2 separate regions of the Sus scrofa genome follow, and region 1 is linked to region 2. A link is a contact called in public HiChIP or PLAC-seq data. All regions are on one chromosome and are shown on one strand. The core of a region is the stretch at or near the end of the contact, and the rest is flanking DNA. Distances in the headings are between cores, read along the strand shown. Region 1 has its middle 38 kb from the start of KIFC3. Region 2 overlaps ADGRG1 (adhesion G protein-coupled receptor G1).

Evidence for each region. HiChIP or PLAC-seq counts read pairs in DNA pulled down with a chosen protein or histone mark.
Region 1: an H3K27ac HiChIP or PLAC-seq map of skeletal muscle shows a contact between it and region 2, with 5 times the contacts expected there. The contact joins two enhancer-like sites. A contact is called at or near these places in 5 of 47 Hi-C or Micro-C datasets (embryonic fibroblasts, fetal skeletal muscle, liver and 1 more) and 1 of 2 datasets of contacts at active chromatin or transcription factors (skeletal muscle).

The regions. Positions count from the first base shown.
Region 1 is chr6:19,732,095-19,735,753 of Sscrofa11.1, forward strand. No RefSeq gene overlaps it. Among named protein-coding and RNA genes, the nearest start is that of KIFC3, 38 kb to the left of the region's middle. Within about 2 kb of position 2,222, at least 21 of the 83 cell types and tissues checked have an H3K27ac peak or open chromatin away from gene starts, as enhancers often do. A contact at or near this core is called in skeletal muscle, where this site is marked.
Region 2 is chr6:19,549,932-19,553,596 of Sscrofa11.1, forward strand. All of the region lies in intron 1 of ADGRG1 (adhesion G protein-coupled receptor G1), which reads left to right. Among named protein-coding and RNA genes, the nearest start is that of ADGRG1, 15 kb to the left of the region's middle. Within about 2 kb of position 2,085, at least 16 of the 83 cell types and tissues checked have an H3K27ac peak or open chromatin away from gene starts, as enhancers often do. A contact at or near this core is called in skeletal muscle, where this site is marked.

The DNA of each region.
Region 1 (3,659 bases), core at 972-3,471, 180 kb after region 2:
CGGAAATTGGGCCCCACTGTTAGAAGCAAAACCTGGTTAACCAACTGAAGGTACTTACCATAACAGCTTCTGGGTAATCGGTGATCTCAGTAGAAAGGGTAAGTTGTAAAGAAGCCCAGCAATGAAACCCAGTTTTCACTTATCCATTTATTTCTTCTTTTTTTTTTTTTTTTGTCTTTTTTTTTTGCTATTTCTTGGGCAGCTCCCGAGGCATATGGAGATTCCCAGGCTAGGGGTGGAATTGGAGCGTAGCCACCAGCCTACGCCAGAGCCGCAGCAACGCGGGATCCGAGCCGCGTCTGCAACCTACACCACAGCTCATGGCAATGCCAGATTGTTAACCCACTGAGCAGGGTCAGGAATCGACCCGCAACCTCATGGTTCCTAGTCGGATTCGTTAACCACTGCGCCATGACGGGAACTCCTCCATTTATTTCTTACAGACCAGTTTGAGATGAATTACCTGGTTGATAACGACACTAGAACTTACACCAGATCAATTCGATCAACTGCTATGGGTGTGTGTCTGCAAAGGCACTTATTTTGTCCTTCCTGGTGGCATTATTTTAAAGCACTTAGTCAAGTGCTCAGTGGGTGCACAAGGGCACTTCCCCAAGAATCTGAAAGTCACTATTCGTCCTTAATTTTTTTTGACCACGCCCAGGGCATGTGGAAATTCCCAGGCCAGGAATCAAACCCACACCGGCCACAGCAGTAACCTGAGCCACTCCAGTGACAACGCCAGATCCTTAACCCACTGCACCACCAGGGAACCTCCGCTGCCCACCCCCTTTCAAAGTATATAATCTTTTTTATTTTATTTATTTATTTATTTTGTCTGTTTGCCTTTTTCTAGGGCCACTCCCATGGCATAGGGAGGTTCCCAGGCTAGGGGTCTAATTGGAGCTGTAGCTGCGGCCTACACCACAGCCACAGCAACCAATCCAGGCTTGATCCTGAGCCCGCATACAACCTTCCACTGAGCAAGGCCAGGGATCGAACCCGCAACCTCGTGGTTCCTAGTCGGATTTGTTAGCCATTGAGCCACGATGGGAACTCCAAATGTATAATCTTTTAAACTACAGAGTTAGTTTTTTAGGAAGGGGAGGACATAAACTCGCTGCTTTTAGAATAGATGTTGAGTAGAGGCGCTTAGGATGAGTGGTTAACATTCTTCTCAGCATGAGTTAAGCTTCAAAGCATTTCCAGTGGTTCCCTCTGGTTTGTAATGGGAAGTTTCTGAAGGAGGAAATTTTATGAAGGGACAGAGAAACTACTTTTCCTCTGCCACTTAGTAGTGGATATCTACTAAGAGTAACAAGTGCTCTGTGAAAATACTTGGACAAACCTGAGATATGTGACTCCTTAAAGACTGTCACCCACAGTGCTGGGTGCTCAGCAGGATTTGTTCAATTTAGAAATTCATGTGCTTCCGTTGTGGCAAATTTTCTGGGTTATTTCTTTTAATTAATTATTTTTTAGAGCTGCTCCCATGGCATATGGAAATTCCTGAAGCTAGGGGTTGAATCAGAGCTGTAGCTGCTGGCTTACATCACAGCCAGATCTGAGCCACATCTTTGGCCTACACCACCGCTCATGGCAGCACCAGATCCTTAACCCACTGAGTAAGGCCAGGGATCGAACCTGCATCCTCATGGATGCCAGTGGGGTTCTTAAACCACTGAAAAAGGAACTCCATTCTTGGGTTATTTCTTTGCTATTTTCCTCCTCTCCTATTTTTCTTAGTTCTCTCTGGAATTCCTTTGGGTCTGGTTTTTTGCTTTTGTTTCTTGTTTTTTTTGAACTGCTGATTTGAATCTACCTTTCTTATTTTTTCATCTACTTTTGTTCTAGCTCCTGAGAAGCTTCCTCAGCTTTATCTTCCGACCTGCTACTGATTTCCCCCTTGACATTATATTTTTAATTCCCCAGAGGTTTTTATCAGTTTTAAATATTCCTTTATTATATAACATTTCAAGAATGCATTTGCATCTCATCTCTCTGGAACCATTAATTATAAAGTTCATTTTTTTTCTTTCTTCTGCTGCCTCAATTGTCTGTTTTCTCTCTTTTTCTCCTGTTTGTTTGGTCTTGGTATCCACGTTTCAGTTAGACTTCCTGCTAGATTATTCTTGACTTTCTGTTTCTATTTAAGGATGAGGCATTACAAAGTTGATTGCAAACTGCTGTGTGGAAAGAGGTTGTGATTAGAGGACTTCCTGTACAGGGGACAGAGTGGGGACCAGGCCCTTTCAGGAGGGCCTCCACTGTCACTGTCATAGGTCCTTTCTCTTGAGCTGGTCAATTTCCCTGGAAGCGAATAGTCCCACCTCCTGCCAGGGCTGAGTATAATCCCTGATGCCGATATTCTGAGACCTAAACGGGAAAGGCGGCCAGACCTGTCATTGTTCAGGGTTCCCTTGATCTCTGTTTTGGGTTTGATGACTCATCAGCCCACCCCTCTCTGCCAGGTGTTTCCAAGTCCAGCTTCTTTGACCTCTTTTGTCTGCTGTTGTTTCCTCTTTTCATCCTTATGAGTTTTTACTTTTTTAATCCTTTCCACTCATTTCATTTGGGTTCAAGAAGGGATGACAATCAATGCACATGCTCCAGCCTCCACACGTCACTAGACGTCCTCCCCATTCACATTTAGGAGGGTCAGCGCAAAGCACATTCATACGAGGAGCAATAATTGTTCTGTAAGCGCCACTGAGCCCAACTGGAGAAGAGAAAAAGAAAGCACACGGAGAAAAGATTTCTGGGAGTTCCCTTCACGGCTCGGCAGTTAATGAACCAGACTAGGATCCATGAGGTTGCGGGTTCGATCCCTGGCCTTGCTCAGTGGGTTAAGGATCTGGCGTTGCCGTGAGCTGTGGTGTAGGTCGCAGACGCGGCTCGGATCCCGTGTTGCTGTGGCTCTGGCGCAGCCCAGCGGCTACAGCTCCAATTCAACCCCTAGCCTGGGAACCTCTATATGCCACAGGTGTGGCCCTAAAAAGCAAAAAAAAAAAAAAAAAAAGATTTCTGAAGTGGTGGAACAGCACATTGGAAGTGGCAAGGACAGTGGTCCAAGCAGCGGGCACTTCCAGTGACACTCATGCCATGTTCACGGCAGCATCGAGGGTCAGGAGGGCAGAATGGTGCATGTGACCCAAAAAACCTTTCCTGCAAGTAAAATATTTTCAAGCGCAGGGAGTAGGCAAACTGGTCAGTGATGTGTTTAGAGTCTCAAAGACTGACGATGAGCTTCTGGGTACAAATCCTGGCAGAGGGGCTTCCTCATGGCAGCTGGTGCCTGAGAGCTTTTCTGATCCACACACGGCAGCTCCTTCCCCCCTTTCAGCTCCAGCGCCCCTCAGCGCTCTGTCTAAACTAAGTGCTTATTACATGGACACGTGAATAATGCAAGAGCCCATAACCCGAGCTGCAGCTGCCTCACTTGTAATGGGGAGAGTCAACACGGCAGAGCTGCACGGAGGCCCATCACGTGCTGGCACAGAGTGCGGGGGGCAGGGGGGTGCTGCCAAGGAGGAGAGCCGAGCAGAGCTTTCCTGGCAAGGGAAGATCCCAGGGGATTAGAGACAAAATATAAAAATGCCTGGCACGTGGTAAGTCTCCATAAATGGGAGCTTTTATTGCCTCTTAAAGAAAACCCTAAA
Region 2 (3,665 bases), core at 835-3,334:
TGAGCCCTTGCTAAGTGGGGATTGGTATCTTCTTCCTCCTCTTCTGGGATTCCAGTGTCTTTTCCGCTGTGCCGGATGGACCCCTGTTTATTGCCAGTCGCCGTGTGCTGTTCTGCCCGGCACTGCGGGGCTGGAGTGGGGGCCGGTAGGGTGAGGATGTGGTGGCGGCCTAAGGCCCAGGGTATCAGACCTTTGCAGACACATCACAAGGCTGGCATCCCACAGAGGAGCGTGTGTGTGCAAAGGTGTGGAGGTGGGATCGCTTAAGCCCCAGCTCATCTCTGGTGAGTCTCTGTCGGCCCCTCTGAGGCCGCCTCTTAAGCAAACCCTTTGGTTCCAGATAAAGCAGGCTGCAGGGTGGGCGGCTCTGGATATCTGGCTTTTGGGGGGACCCCAGCGTCCATTCATCTGAGCTGGTGGCTCACTTCTCTCTTTCCACGGTCTCCCCCAGGGCCAGGGCCGGTCTGGGCATGCAGAGGGCATCGTGGCCCGGGGACCTGGCTGGACCAGAAGCCGAGGGGGCGGTGAGGTCTGCCTTCCAGCGGGTCTGGTGCAAGAATGTGAGACGCAGCCTGGGCAGTGAGCAGGCAAAGGCCTTGGCATCCGCCAGCCTCTGGGGGCAGGCAGCTAGCTTAATTTTTATTCTCTTTTATTGCTGAAAAATTCCTGAAACCTGAAGTCACTGTGTTTGCCCCAGCCAGGCCAGAACACCCTTCCTGGGGGAGTTCTGTGGGATCACCTAGCCTGGGCCTCAGTCACCCGGCTGGCGGAGCAGGAACACGAGGAGGGGACAGGGGCTCCGTGTTTGCCAGCTGTGCTCCCAGGAGCTGCGGGCACTGCCGGGGGGCTGGGGGCTGGGCTGGGAGTGAGGTGTGGCCCGGGGTCCCGCCCGGGGCTGATGGGGGCACCTCCTGTTTGTTGGGTACATGGTGTTTCTCAGAATGACTTTTACAGAGGAGTTTGGAAGCGGCCGGTGGAGGGTCCTCTCAGCCCCCCTCCCCTTGTAGGAAACACCTGCTAAAACCTCCGCTCTGTGCTAACGTTCGTCCTCGCTCCTCTGCACACCACACCCACGGACAGACACTCACACGTGCACACACACCCACATCCACACTCGTGTGTGCTTCCACCCAAAGGTTTCACGCTGACCCACCCCTCTCTTGACCAAATCCTTCCTTCCTGAGGCCCTCTCCCCAGGGCTCAGGGGGACACCCAGCAGCTCCACGGGGCACCCCCGATGGCGGGGCTAGAACGGGGAAAGCTGTGAGGGGTCCTCTCCCTGCGGTCCCTCCCCCCAGGAGGGCGAACCCAGGCTTGTAGCTGGAGACCCCCTCAGGCAGGGGCTCCCTTCCCCCACCCATGCCCTTCTGCCCCCAGCTGTGCCTTGGGACGCCCTTTCCAGGTTCTGGGCACCCTGCTAAATGTTAGGTGAGCCACCCAGGAGCACGACTTCTCCTTGCCGTCAGTGAGAAGAGGCGCCACTGGGAGGCAGGCCGCCCTAGTCCCCTCCAAGGCCAACCCTTTACTGCCTGAGTGAGCCGGGGCCCCACCCGCCTCTGACTCTGTAACCCGGGCCAACTGGTGTTATCCCAGCCACACAACCATGTGGTTCTGTGCCCTCGGAGTGTCCATCAAATGGATGCTTGCTAAAGCCGGACTCCCGAGCCCTGCCACCCCCGCCCCCACCCCATAGCATCCGGCCCCTCAGTGGCAAGGGCCTGTGAATCTGCATTTTAGTGAACTTCCTGGGGGTGGTTCTGACCCACAGGTGGGTAGGGATGCCTCTGATAGGAGCTCCTTGTGGCAGTGGAGGGCATCTAGGGTTGAGTGCAGGTCGTGGTCTGCCCGCCTGCCCCGTCCCACTAAGAACACAGAAGAGAATTCTGACGGCAGATGGGCACTGGAGTCGGGAGGGCAAGTCTGTGTCCACGGTGTTGGTTCAGGTCAAGAGGAGGAGAGGGGTGGGGCCCGGGGCCAAGTCCTCTTCCTGGGGAGGTGTCTGCCTGCAAAGGGTTAACCCCAGAGCCGCCCAGGTCCCGTCCACTCAACTTCCACCTCCATCCTCTGAGGAAATGGGTTTTCCAGGAGCCGGGACTGGGCCAGCGGTGACTCGTGGCTCCACACGGATGGCAGAGGAAGTGACTCAGGCCCCCGGGGAGAAAGTGAGCCACGGGGCCCCTGCCCGTCGCCCTCTCCCCCATCAGGAGAATGGGCAGGGCTGGGCCTGAGCGGGAACTGGGACCCTTCCTCCCGGGTCCAGCCTGCCCTGGGGATGGGCAGCGGGGGAGTCTTAGCTTAGATGAGCCCTGGCCGCCTCCTCTCTGCCTGGATCCTTGGGGACTCTGCAATGGGGACCCCCATTGTGTCAAGCTGGGCCAGACCGTTCCGTTCTCTGCGTGTTTACGGAAGGCCTGAGGTCAAGGGCAGCTGCTCCAGAACGGGAACTGGAGGGTGGGAGCATCCCTGGGGCCCTTGGTCCTCAAAGCCTCCCTCCCAGGCTGGAGTCGTCTTTACTGCCTGTGGTCTTGGCTGCCCCCCTCCCCCACAACCCATTTTTCTGTCCTTTTCTTTGAGGGTCTCTGAAGGCCAGGGGAGCACGCATTTCTAGAAACTTTGCTAGCGCCCCCTCTGCAAGGACTTCTCTAGGGTGAGACCTAGGTCCACGTCTTGGCTCCAGTGGTGGGGATCTAGCCTCAGTTTTCTGATCTGTAAAATGGCAAAACAGTAAGACCAGTGTCACAGGGTGGCTCTGAGGGTTTCACTTTGCTGGTGTAGATGGTGTCTCGGTCCAGCCCTCTGGTCCATCAGAGGCTGCTGGGGACAAGCTCAGGTCCGGACTGTGACGAGGGAAGTTTTCTGGGTGGAGTTTGGGTCTTCCGGGAAAGGAAAATTCATGCTCCAAGAATTTCCCGTCAAGGTGCTCTGGAGGTTGAGCTGGCTCTCGGGGGCCACAAGGGGTGGCACGGAGGGTGGGAGGGAAGGCGTAGGAGCAAGGACCTGTGATAAGTCCAGGGGGTTGAATTAAGGGTAAGCATGAGTTGGTCAGGAAGTAGACAGAGATATTAGCTGGCACCCATGGTGCCTGCCATGTGCACGGCCCAGTTCTAAGTCCTTTACAGGTAGCAAGTGATTTAATTCTCACAGCGACCCTTGAGGTAGGCTTGATTTTTGTTCCTATTCACAGATGAGGAAAGTGAGGCCCAGAGAGGGTGAGTAACTAGCCCAAGGACACACAGCTAGTGAATGGGAGGGAAACTGGGATTTAAACCTGGATAATCTGGCTCCAGAGACCACTCAATGGGGGGGGGGGTAAAGGAAGCCAGACACCCCCTACCTCTTTAATCTCACCAAGAGTATCACTGGGGCTAGAGTTGACCTTGGGGGAAGCAGCCAGGGTACAGTAGGGATGAGCCAGGAATGTCAGGTCAGGCCACTGATCCCTGTCTGTTTGAACCATGGCACTTCACCATGGTGCAGCCTCACTTGTGCCCCTATACTAATGGGGAGCTCGCTCCTTGACTCTGCCTTTTTGCTCTCAAAGGTCAATCCAGGAGGATTGATGAAAACAGATGATTCTTGGAGTTCCCGTCACGGTGCAGCAGAAATGAATCCAACTAGGAACCATGAGGTTGTGGGTTCGATCCCTGGCCTCGTTCAGTGGGTTA